2 separate regions of the Mus musculus genome follow, and region 1 is linked to region 2. Evidence: chromatin contacts called from public HiChIP or PLAC-seq data. All regions are on one chromosome and are shown on one strand. The core of a region is the stretch at or near the end of the contact, and the rest is flanking DNA. Distances in the headings are between cores, read along the strand shown. Region 1 overlaps Nrxn3 (neurexin III). Region 2 overlaps Adck1 (aarF domain containing kinase 1).

What was found. HiChIP or PLAC-seq counts read pairs in DNA pulled down with a chosen protein or histone mark.
Region 1: a contact with region 2 is called in an H3K27ac HiChIP or PLAC-seq map of SST interneurons, with 4 times the contacts expected there. The contact joins two enhancer-like sites. A contact is called at or near these places in 2 of 484 Hi-C or Micro-C datasets (cortical neurons and frontal cortex) and 2 of 115 datasets of contacts at active chromatin or transcription factors (SST interneurons and embryonic basal ganglia).

What each region holds. Positions count from the first base shown.
Region 1 is chr12:88,993,298-88,999,625 of GRCm38.p6, forward strand. The region is part of intron 3 of Nrxn3 (neurexin III); the gene reads left to right. Among named protein-coding and RNA genes, the nearest start is that of Gm40537, 24 kb to the left of the region's middle. Within about 2 kb of position 3,079, at least 3 of the 459 cell types and tissues checked have an H3K27ac peak or open chromatin away from gene starts, as enhancers often do. A contact at or near this core is called in SST interneurons, where this site is marked.
Region 2 is chr12:88,427,169-88,433,619 of GRCm38.p6, forward strand. It overlaps Adck1 (aarF domain containing kinase 1), which reads left to right. Exons shown (of 11, transcript NM_001277297.1): 5 at 3,853-4,011. Among named protein-coding and RNA genes, the nearest start is that of 4930473H19Rik, 12 kb to the right of the region's middle. Within about 2 kb of position 1,798, at least 91 of the 459 cell types and tissues checked have an H3K27ac peak or open chromatin away from gene starts, as enhancers often do. A contact at or near this core is called in SST interneurons, where this site is marked.

The DNA of each region.
Region 1 (6,328 bases), core at 1,829-4,328, 570 kb after region 2:
AAGCCTCGTAAGAAAGCCTGGTATGGTGATATGTGCATATAATTTCATTATTGAGGAAATGGAGACAAGAAGACCCCTAGAACTTACTGGCTAGTCAATCTAGTCAAATTAATAAAGTCCGGATGACTTTGAAAAACTTTGCCTCAAAGGGTAAGGTAGACTACTGCTCTAAGGAGTGACATCCAAGGTTGACCCCTGTCTCCACTTGCACATGGACAACAAACATACATGTGAGTCTTACAGGAACACATACAGCTACACACATAAATGCAACAAAGAGTTGGTTTACATGCATCATTTAATTTTTGAATATCTATTGGTTTTTTATGTAAATGCATAGTTTGCCTGCATATATGTTCATTCACTGCTTGTGTGATTGGCACCTGTAGAGAGCAGAAGAGGCCATACTGGAGTCTCTAAAACTAGTTACAGACAGACATGAGGTGCCATATGGGAGCTGGGATTGAAACCTAAGTATTCTGGAAAAGCAGACAAATGTTGTTCAGTGATGTGCCATCTCCCCAGCCAAGATTTAATTATTATTTTTAATTTATGTGTGCACATGTGGGTATGTGCATGTTAGCACAGGTACCCACGGAGGCCGGAGGCATCCTTAAAAGCAGCGAGGCACCCCAGGTTTATGCTGGGAGCTGAGCTCCATCCAGTACTCCGCAAGAGCTGAATGCACTCTTAGTTTCTGAGTCATCTCTCCAGCTGTTTGCTTTTTAAATATAACATATGCTAGTGCTCCTTTAAGAATGTTATACACATATGCAAGGTATTTTGATAATATTCATGTTCACTCTTTTCTCTAACTTCTCTCACACCCACCTTCATTTATCCTAACTTCCTATTATCTTTTGAAATTTTTTGTAACCCACCTAGTCCAGTTTGTGCTATCCATATACTTACCAGAGGGGACCATCCACCGAATCATGGCCAGCCTTCTAGGGACCACACCTTTAAAGAAAATGACTTCCTATCTCCCAGAAGCCATTGATTGTTGATACCTTCTCAGCTTGGGTAGGAGGGAGCTCATGAGCCCCTCACTTCTTGTTATTGAAATATTGATTAGCTTGATCTTGTGCAGGCAGCAGTCATTGTTGGGAGTTCATGGGTGCAGCTGTCTTGTTACTCTTTGACTCCAGGCCTCTGACATGTGGATCTTACAACCCTTGTATCACCCCACCCCCATTTTAAGACCATCTATGAGCCTTGGAAGGCACAGGGTGATGTTAATGTCCCATTTATAGTTGAGCACTCTACAGACTCTTATTTGACCAGTTGTAAGTTTCTGCACGGACTGCTGTTTACTCTGCAAGAAAACCTTAAAACTGATGAGTTCTAAGTGCACACTAACCTATGGGTAGAGAGGTAAGAATTTAGAGAGTATTCTGACTCTATTTGCATTTAGCAAAATAGTAGTATTAGCTTCACCCCCAAGCCTGTGAGCTTTCCAACCTTGGGTTCTTGTCCAGATTCAAGGTGCCAGGCATGTGTTGCTTCCCGTGGAGTAGGACTCTTCAGTCAGGATGTGGATGATGTCCCCCATAACATTTGTGCTACTTTCCCACCCATATTTTACCATGTTGGTCATTATTGTAGTTTATGGGTTTGCAGCTGGATAAGTCTGTTGATGATTTTCCCTCCCCCCACCCCCAACCCCAACCCCAAGCAGTGTGCTTAGCATTTTTTGATACCATAGAATCTGTGTAGCAGGGAGAAAACTTCCTGGTCACTTCCAACTTTATTTCTCTATGTGCTATGGAGAAAGCATGTGGTATCTTCTGCAAGAGGATCTTACCGTCAAGTTCTGGTGAACAACCAAGAGCTTTGACAATAGCCTGTGTTGTTTTAGGGTTGTCTGGGACATACCTGATGAACAACTTGAGGTGCAGTCTTTTTAATATCCCATAGCTTCTGGGAGGATCATTATTGCCTACATATGGCAATATCAATTACATTCTTTTATACAAACTATATATATATATATACATATATATACATAAAGCTTATAAGGTATTATGTTTTCATTTGGCTTTTCAAACATTCCCAGTGTTAATTATCTTGTCTCCCACCCATTCCTCTTCTTACATACCCCATTCAATGTGACCCTAAAAGTTACTATGATAATTTTAGAAGATAGTTATCAATATCCCTATTGTCCTTCTGAAAACACAACTCCATTACAGGAGAATGAATTTCTCAATAATATAAGAAGTACACGAGTGCCTCCATATCCATATAAAGGCATATGCTTTACTCTCTGTATCTACTGTGGATGGTGCAAATAATCCCCAAAACGGATGTAACTCACTTGATGTCTTATATTAATGATTATGGATACTGCTCAATATAAAGACTGAACCCTGGTTCTCAGCATTGTGTTCCTTTCATCACCTTTCTGTAATCTAAGCAGTCATTGGCTGTCTAGGCAGCCCACCTGGCTGGCATCCAACCTCTCAGACCCCTGAGTATGACTTGGTCTCCACTGATTCTGACCCAGAGGAAAAATGTGTAGAACTCATCAGGAAATTATCTTTCCAAAGTTAAAAATAGATTAAAAACAAAGGCTGAGGAAAAAAAAAACTCATCAGCATGCTAACAATGACTGTTTAGATAATGGAGTTGTGGACAGTCTGCTTTTATTTCTCTGTTTCTGTAGTCTTAGAAACTCAGTGAGACTTTATTATTGAAAAAGAAAGAAAGCAAGCGTGACAGTCCAGGTACCAGAGTGGATGTGTCATATGTGTGCTACTTGGTGCTGCTAAATTGGAGTAAGTTGCATGGTGGATGAGTCAAAAAGCAGACATTGTGTTTGTCTTGTAAATAAATGCCACAGCAGGGCCTTTATCATTCTTTAACTCCCTTTTCTTCTTTAGAGCCCCAGTGATAGTCTCAGTTGCCCTGTCTCATACCTTGCTTCTGCCTTGGGGCCCCAGGGTCAGTCATTGTGAAAATGCATAGGCATGCATAGGGCCCGGCAGGCCAGAAAAGATAGAAGGAATCTGGGAATCAGAGCCTCCCATCTCTCTGCAGAGCTGCTGGTTTGAGCTCCTCACTCCACCTGCTGTGGACCTGTGGACTTACATAACACATTCACAGGACTTCATTTTCCAGTAGATTGAAAGCAAAGCCACTGTTGATTTTCTCCAAAAAGATCTATTTGGAAGTGCAATTGCCTGGAATTACATGGTGGGGCGAGAGGCCAGACCTTGCTGTAAATAACTTTCCTCTCAGCCACACACAGAGGCCCAGCTACCATCACTGTCTGTGCTGCGGGCACTTCTGTTTGATGTGGAATATTTATATATATATGAACACAGGTGTGCATAATCTCAGGCTGTTACTTAGCTCATTGCCCCTTCTACTTCTGGAGCCTTGCATCTAAAGGACAGCATCTAAACCCGAGATAAAGAGGAGGAGACACTGGGTTTGTGTCTCTGGTCCCCTATATCAGCCCATTTGTGTGACTTCTTTCCTACTACATATGCCACCTACCCATGGGTTTTTGGAGCTGTATGAGGCCCAAGTCTCGTGAGCATATCCTGGGGTGGCTCAATGAACAAGCAGCGGACTTATTATACAAGAAAATATCCGAACTGTGGCACCAAGGGTGCCAGTGTCAACTCATGGGGTCTTAGAGTAGTACTTACATCTGAGCTTCTGTATCTATACATGAAATCAAGCATACTGCTAAAACCACAACCTACAACAAATAGCTAAAGCCAACCAATTGGTGACAGGGTGGGGGTCAAGAGTACCTCCATCTCAGTGTTCATATGGGGATAAAAGGGAATAATGCCGAGAAATCACAAGACACAGCATCTGACAGCTGGCATGTGCTCTGAAAATTCTGTGGTATTCTGTCTTGCATTTGTCACAATTGTGACAATTGAAATATGAATCAAACAACAATGGGTTTGAAAGTAGCATGGCTCAAGCAAAGGCTGGGTAGGATTCTGTAAAGTATTGGATGCATTTTGGGGGGGACTGACTTTGCTTCTAAAAAGGCATGGCATATACACAGGGATCCCCAAGACAGAATAATTAACACACAGTGGCAGATGGGAATTACTGCTGCATTCTTCTGGTGGGTATTTTATTTAAAGAGCCCTGCCTAGGCAAGTAGAAGATGGTGTCTACCCCAAAGAGAGTGGCATTTAATGCTCATCTGAATGGGAGAGTTTTATCTAGAAAATCTTGTCAATGTTCACTGGTTATTCTACAGAATTAGCCCTATCTTGCAAGCATTATGCAGTGATACATTAGCTCATCTTGATATTTAAGTTCTATGGCTTATGTGTGCATTTCTCCATCAAATCAATATCTCAATGGAATCTAGACCATAATCTCGGGATAAGGCTACTAAATAAACCTCAAGATAGAATGCAAATATTCACCTATACAACAATGGCTGAAATTCTACTCCACGATTATAAGTAGTGCAGGCAAACTTCTCTTAAGTAGTTTTTAAGTGTTCATATGTGCCTTATTTGAAGTAATCTCTAGTGTGCCTGGTGACACTTATTTTTATTATTATGTCATCACTATAGGAGAGTGGTAGAAAGGAAAGATATTAGAAGGAGGTTGGCTGCTTCAAATCTAAATTCACTAGTGTTGTGTATATAGGCAAGCTAATTCTCTATGACTTGATCTTACATTTATGTAGGGATATAATAGTAATGTTTCAAAAGGCTATTTTAAGCATGAAGTAATTAAATGTATATAGAGTGCTTAGCTATTATTATCTCCACTAAATGTCTGAGAACACTGGGGATGAGAGTGAGGGAAATGATGTTCACAATAGCATGCAGCTGGAGAGAGAACCAGGTCAAGGATCCGTGCCATAGGACACTACAATTAAGCTTTTTTCCTTGTTCTAAGAAAAATGTGAAGAATCTTTGATTTCTCCTACATTAGCATCTTTCGTGGCAGCTATCAGTCATAAGTAACAGTGTTTCAGAATTGCTTAAAGCCTCAGTAAGAATAGTTGAAGACTTGAGAACTTCCTTAATTAATTGTCAACCCCTGAAAACACGTTTAAAAAGCCCCACCTCACCTAGTAGGTTCAGTTTATGTGCCAATCCCAGCTACAGCTGAGGCACCAGTCCATGGGATTCATGGTGAATACTATCAGGAGCAGAACCCTGGCTCAAGCCTTGTCAATCATTGGTTGTCCTGTAGCCAGATCTAAAGAGAACTTTTCTTCCTAATGTGACTCTAAGACACAAGTTGCTTTGAGTGTTTAACGAAGTTCAAACTCTTGGGTTTTCATTATGAGAAACTACGTATGTACTACCAAATTATGGTTTGAGTGTAAATTCTTCCCATCGGTCTTGTTTTGAATACTTGGTCACTAGTTGTAGAAATGGGAAGGGTTTGGAACCCTTGAGAAGGGGAACTGGCTCACGGAAATATATCAGTAGGAATGGGACTTTGAAGGTGATATCTATCCTGGCTTTTGTTTGTACACTTGTTTCCTGGTCAGAGGCCACCTGGAGAATTTTTTACTGGTTTTACTGTACTCTCCCATCATCTTGAATTAAGACTTTCCCAATCCCAAGCCATCTATGCCATGGTACATGATGGAATCTGCCCCCTAACGCCATGAGCATGAGTGAGCCTTTCCTTCCTTAAGTCACTTCTGTCAGGTATTTCATCTTATCAATGAGAAGAGTAACTAATACAGGAGCAACCTATTGATAGAATTAAGATAGAAGGTGGGGGTGTGGTGGAAAGATTGCTCAGTGATCAGTTCAGAGCACTGACTTCTCTTCCAAAGATCTTGAGTTCAATTCCCAGCAACCACATGGTAGCTTACAAACACCTGTAATAGAACCTGATGCCCTCTTCTGGCATGTCTGAAGAAAACTACAGTGTACTCATATAAATAAAATAATAATAAAAAAACCATATGCTGTCTTAAAGGTTTTTTTTTTTTAATTAAAAATAGAAGCTGGAGTAGAAGTTACGTCTTTAAGTGTTTTTCTTTCCTGGACTCACCTAAAACAACCTATCAGTAATCCAAATATATGGTGTTTTAACATATGTTTTAATATGTACTTTGAATGAAGGTGGGCCAGATAAAGGGTGCAGGTATCATTAAGGATGATCTTGCATTTTCCCGAGTTCCCCTAATTGCTGTTACTATAATGTGTGCATTCTACCACTGATAACTGATTATGTAGGAATTGTTGCTATTTATTTTAAAAAATAATAATTGAATTTCTAATATCTCCAAGAGAGCAATAGCATAAGTGAAATCAGGCAGTACCTTAGAGCAAGGTTTCTTTTTCCCAGTTCACATAGATGTGGCAGCCAACTA
Region 2 (6,451 bases), core at 548-3,047:
GTGGGCCAACCCCACAAGAGAGAGCCAGATGTTCTTGGTTGCTGATGCCATGGTAACCAGCCTTTGCCTCTCACCAAGAACCTTGCTGCATTGGTCTGTATCAGGCACCCAGGGCATCACCCGAGCTCTTAGATGCCTGGCCTTGGCATCTAGGCCTGCTTGAGACAGACTCCTAGCTTCACCCGGAGCCAGGCTGGCCCAGGGCCTGGGAGATGCCTATGATAATGACACTGTATGAGTATGGGGACCACAGAATGGGATATTTGATGTTGGGCTTTATAAGAAAGTCCATCCTCACCCTGCCCTAACCTGGGACCTTGAGCCAGTAGTCATTTGGGGCCTCAGGCTGTGCGCCCTTCAGACAGTGGTGTGGCTGGCTAAGAGACTGAGTCGAAGAAGAGCTCCCTAGCTTCTTCAAGCCAACATGACTCTTGTTGTTTTATTTTTAGTCAAATGAAGCTCCTGGCCAGTGCTTAGCCACTCCATGTGGCATTTTGGAAAAGATGCCCCGTGGCCTTAACTTCTGGGAACCCAGAGGTCTGCCATCAAATCTCTGCCTGTAGAGGCACAATGCTCCTTCTGGTCCTGGGACAACTGAAGCCCCAGGGAGGGTCCTGTTCTTCTTGCCTGATCAATGGCTTTCCTTATAAAAGATTTACATTTGTGTTCTGTCTGTCAGTCCATTTCTTTCTCACTCTCAGTTTTGCTCTCCACAGAGCTGGAACAACTTTCTCTCTGAGAATTTTTTTTTCTTTTCTAGATGATCATATCAATATATTTGAATCTCAGACCGATGGTAATTAAAAAGCACACAACCAACCATTTTAAAATTCAGCTGTTTTACTTAATTGATTTTGCCGCCAGACCCAGGGAGGGGGTGCAGGGGGAGGGAAAAGGAACAGGGAGCCAGGCAGTGGAAGGAGACAAGTTTCCAGAAGGGACTGGAGGCAGCCGAGGGCCCTGCTTGAATGTAATTGCTGAAAATGCTGCAGTTTGTTTCTGCTAATGGCTTTCTGCCGAGAGGGCCAGGGAAGGAGGCAGGTCCTTCGCAACTGGAAGGGAGGGGCAGCATTTATTTCAGCTGCTGGGGGAGGGGGGATATAATTCTGCTTTCGGGACAGGGTCTATTTTTCCTTGCTATCTATCTGCATAAAGTACTTTCACTGAACACTTTGAATTAAGGTTCCATTTAGAGATACTTTATTCATATTTAATTACAGGCTGCAGTACCGATCTTTAATTACCTTTTTTTTTTTATAAGCCAGCTAGGAGCATCCACTAGCAATCAATTATTGGGTATGTGTATGTATGTGTGTATGCTTGTGTGTATGTGTATGTATATGTGTATGCATGTATGTGTTAGCATGTGTGCATGTGTTAGTGTGAGAATGGGAAGGTGTAGGAGTTACTTCTAGTTAGAGAAGGAAAGATGGCTGCAGGGATGTTGGGGTACTTGGGGTTCAGGGATGCTTAGGATGGGTCAGGGGTTTGCCTTGTACCCTTTCTGCTCTGTTGCTTCTTCTGGTCAAACTGAGAATTTTGTTAACCCATTACTGCTAGGGATGGCTCAGTGCTGAGTTAGCTGCTGGAGTTAGGTGTTATCTTGGGGCTTTCTCCATCCCCTGATGAGGGCAGGAGGTTGGGGGTTGGGAGCTTCCTGTCCCTGGGTGAAACAGCAAAGCCTGGCTTCCTCTCACCCCAGAGATTAGGATCTGCTTGCCTCAGTCCTCTCCTCCCTCTCCCTCCACTTCCCTGTGGGGTGCTCTTGGCAGCTGTTCTTGTCACAGAGCTCTAGAGGTGCCATGTCACTCTTCAGTAGCAGTGACTCTGCAGTGTCCCCACAATGACACAGGTTTGGAACTGGTTGTCCTTCTCAGATAAGGAGGTGACGTTCCCTGGGCCTGGCAAAGGCTAGGTGTAGGGAATGAGGCCACAGGCAGATCGGGCAAGGTCCACAGCTCCTCCTTGGAAAATGGTCTCTCTGGTGGTCCTCTAGGCACTACTGGTCTTTAAAGGGGTCTGTGTGGATCTCACTAGGCAGTAGCAGAATCCCTGCCTCATACTGTTCCTGGGTCCTTGTCCCAGTAAGGGGGCAGAGAGAGGCCGAAACCCACAGTCACTGAGTGTCTAAGGGGCCTTGGCCTGGGTCTCCCTCATGCCATTTATCTCATGGGTACTCGAGAACACATTGTGTCAGTCAGAGCCCCTGGCCTCTGTCAGATACCTTTGCTCAAACTGACTTATGCAAGCAAACAAGCAAACAGAAAGGAATTATAGGCTAGGTAGTCAGGGATGTCTAGATCAAGGGGCTACAACTAACTAGGATTTACTTCCCCATTTCTTGGCTCTGCTTTCTTTGTTTCTTTTCTATGACCTTTGGCATGCCCCATGGAGTTGTGTTTTTCTTCTCAGGTACAATAGAAAGCATGTTCCTTAAACAGATACATAAAAGTTAGTTCTGTGACCAATACCACCCCCCACCCTCACCCCGAGCTCCTGTCTCTAGCTGCATATGTATCAGAAGATGGCCTAGTCGGCCATCAGTAGAAAGAGAGGCCCATTGGTCTTGCAAACTTTATATGCCTTAGTACAGGGGAACGTCAGGGCCAAGAAGTGGGAGGGGGGGAAAGTAGGGGGAAGGGCATGGGGGACTTTTGTGATAGCATTGGAAATGTAAATGAAGAAAGTACCTAATTTAAAAAAAAAAAGTTAGTTCTGGATGGACTAGTTGGGCCACATGTCTTATTTCTGAGCCAACTGGGGTGTTTAGGGCTGCTTTCTGACTTGCCAGGCTGAGATCTCATCGGGAGTAACAGCTGCCCAGGTAAAGCTCAGGCATGTGAGTAGATAATACAAGAGAATCTTGTCCTCAGGAGCCCGGAACTCACAGAAGAGGGAGGGAACAGCAAGTGTGTTGTTGGGGGAACAAGGAGATCTAGACACTAGGATGGGGACAAGTGATCCATCGGAGCTCTGTTCCTCATGACCAACTTCTGTGGCCCTTCCATGATGCCTGGGCCTTAGCCTCTACAGAATTTTGGTAGATAGAATGAAACTAAGAAGGTACAGGAATGGTGGCAGGGAGGTGGGAACCATTTGTGCCGTAGGATTAGCAAACAGGATTGGGATGGTAGCTGTGGGGCCTTTGGTATCTCAAGTTTGAGGAGAGAAAGGGGCAGTGCTGAGGGGCGGGATGATTGTATCTGGACCATGTAGCCATGACCAAGTAGTCAGAAAGAGAAGATGTAAGAGAAAGTGCAGTTTCTATATCATGCAGAAATAAACTGAGGCACAGAAGAGGCAAGAACACTCCCAGAGGCTCACTTTAGGTGTCTGGCAGCCCCAGGAACCTGCTAGGGTGTGGCCAGGCCAGCAGTGGCCCAGAAGTCCATGTCGAGGCTGCTACTCAGGCAAAAGGTAATTGATGGCTGTGATTCGGAGGCTCCATCTTAAAGGTCCCCGAGCTCTCTCGGTTCGTAGGATTGGAATGTCTTCCATCTGGCCTGTCATGCTGCTCTGGCCCCAGCTCTGTTAACTTTTTATGATTCAGCAGACTCAGTGGTGGATCATTAAATGGGCAGATGAGACCCTGTGTTTCTTTGGCCTTCGATGGGAGTCACAGAGCTTCTGCACTCCTGTGTAATCGTGTTCTCCATACATGTTTCCTGTCCTGTCCTGTTCTTCCCTGTGCTGTCCATGATTCTGGTGTGAATTCTGATGATAGCAAAAGGGCCATCTGGGATCCACACAACTAACTGATACGGCAGTAAATCTGCTGTGGGACACAATGCCCTCTCACCAAATTAGGCCACGCTTCCTTTAGTCAGTCTGTTCTCTTTCTCCTCCTGACAGATCCACGATTTGTTCCTGAGCTTCGATGACACCCCTCTTGGGGCAGCCTCCCTGGCCCAGGTCCACAAGGCGGTGTTGCATGATGGTCGGACAGTGGCAGTTAAGGTCCAGCACCCGAAGGTTCAGGCTCAAAGCTCTAAGGACATTCTCCTGATGGAGGTGGGTGCTCCCCGTTTTCTTTCCTGTTCCTCAGTCTTGTTTTTCCTCAGGAGCCAGACAGCTTCCCAGATAGTTACTCAGGCTGGTGGGTGGACTGTGGCCTCCGAGGAGCAGAGTGGGAGAGGAGAGCTGAGACACGACCCAGGCTGTGTCATACCCTGGTGTGAGCTCGCAGTCACACCCTGGCAGGGTTGGTCAGTTCTTGATTCGTCCCGGAAATGCTCTGGGATGTGTCTCAGAACGTGATGCACAAGCCGATGGGGCCAAGCTGATTCAGGTCCTGATGGGGACCTGAGTCACAGGGAGACCTCCAGGGAGATGCAGGAGAAATGAGAGGAACCAAAGGTGATCCCCTCAGGGGTAGCCGGAGCTGTACCTTAACGTGTTTGGTTATAGCATGAGAGGACACGTGATAAGCTATGGCAGAGAACACTGGTGTGCAGATCCCACAGAAATACTCATCAGGTGACTCGTTTGCTTATCTGACATTTGTGTTGAGTTAACAAACTTAGATGCTTGCAAATGGCCCTAGGGAAATCCCTAGAGGGCCTTGTGTGCTTCTGGAATCTTCTACATGTGTGTCTAGACCAAGGTGTGTGTGTCAGGGGTGGGGGTAGAGTGTGTGCTCCTACTATTGGAGAAGTCGCCAGTCCTTCTATATGCAGGGCAACAGTCTGTTGCTTCTGTATGTCTCTCACCTTCCTAGGCTCTCTTCCTTTTCTTAATCTAGACTCTACTTGCAACTCATTGTAAACTAAACATGTGTATTGAGGTCTGTTCTCATTGCATGTTACGTGGGTGCGGATGGCGTGTGAGGAAATGAGCTCTGTCCCCACCCTTCTTATGGAGTACAGGAGTATAGGAGACAGGCATATAAACAAACAGCCATCAAGTAGGAACCTGAGCTCTCAACATAGAAAGGCACTGTGCCTGGCTGCGTGGACTTGACAAGGGGGCTTCCCTGGAGGGTTAGCGTTCTTGTGCACTTGAAGGAGTCATGAGACTACTGGGCAGTACAAGGATAGCTTAGCATGGGGGAGGGCCCTAAGACTAGGAGCAGACAGAGCTTGGAGAATGATCACGAGCTCAGATGGTAGGAGTGGTTGTGAGTAAGAGAGGAAAGATAGGCAGGACAAGAGAGGGCCCTTATCCCAAGCTCAGATGTGGAGCAGTAGCCACAGTCAACAGTGACATACTTGTTTGACTGACAACCTTTTTCTCAGTAGTCAGTAGGGAACCATTTAAGAATTCTAATCAGGAGCCTGTCATGATCAGATATACGCTGGAAATCAAAGTGGGTTGGCAGTCAGGAGAATGCATTGGGGAAGCACAAAGTCTGCGTAGCCAGGAGACTAACTGAGAGCTGTTGTGTTGGTGTGAGAGATAAAATAGGAAGCAAGACAGACAGAATCGTGGGGGTAGAGAAGTGAGCCGGGTTCAGTGGGGGAGTCATCCAGGTCTTGTGACCAGCTCCTCATGGGGAGGGGGCCAAGGAAGAGTCAGAAATGTCTTCGATTTCTGGTGTAAGTGATTACTAGTGGGTGTCTTTGCCTATGTATATCAGCTGAAGTCTAGTTGGGGGAAAAAAGACATTGCTCTGGGTTAGAAAGGTATTGAGTATAGGAGGTTCCAGAAGCATAATGGAATGGGAATATTGTCCTAGCCGTTTTGGTAAATAGAGTTTCCCAGAATTACGTAGCACTGCCAAGTGGGAGGTCAAACCAGGAAGGCACAGAAAAGGGTATTTTGAGTTGGGGGGGGGGGGGTTGGGTAGGGTTAGGAGCACTGGTAGAGAGGTGCTAGGAAGAGCAGCTGTGAAGGTTTGAGTGGTGAAGGAGAATTGAGATTCAAGAAAGTGGAGGCACAGTGTAAAATTCTCTTGTCCAGTGTTCAGGCATGGGAGGCTGGGCACAGGTGTCAGTGCTCCTGAGACATGAGTAGGCCTTAGTTGACGGGGAAGGGATGCTGTAGTCTCAACAGAGAGACATAACTGAGACGTTCGGGCAGAGATTCAGGAGACTGGGTACCAAGAACACAAAAAGGCATTGGCTTTTGATGAGTCTTTGCTTGGAAAGTAGAAGGCAATAAAGGCTGGGCATGGATGAGCATGTGGGACCCTGGAGAGGGGAAGGAAGGTGGGCAGCAGAGTGTGTACCAGCCTGATAGCCTCTATTTTTTCTCTGATGTAGGAGGCCAGACCATCTGCCAAGATGAGAGGGTAGGAGGTGGCATCGGAGGCTCGAGGGGGTGAAAGTTTGGAATAGCTGCTGCGTGTCTTTCACTGCCGAGTGGCCTGGGTCATGTGTTGCAGACCCGAGGTTTTAGAGATTCTCTTGGTAGATGAAGGCATGGTCATAGCTGGGAGAGAACAGGAGCCAGGGAGGATCCATGGGTTTCTGGTGGCTCTAGTGTTGGGCAAGAGCCTACCTTTGCACAGCCA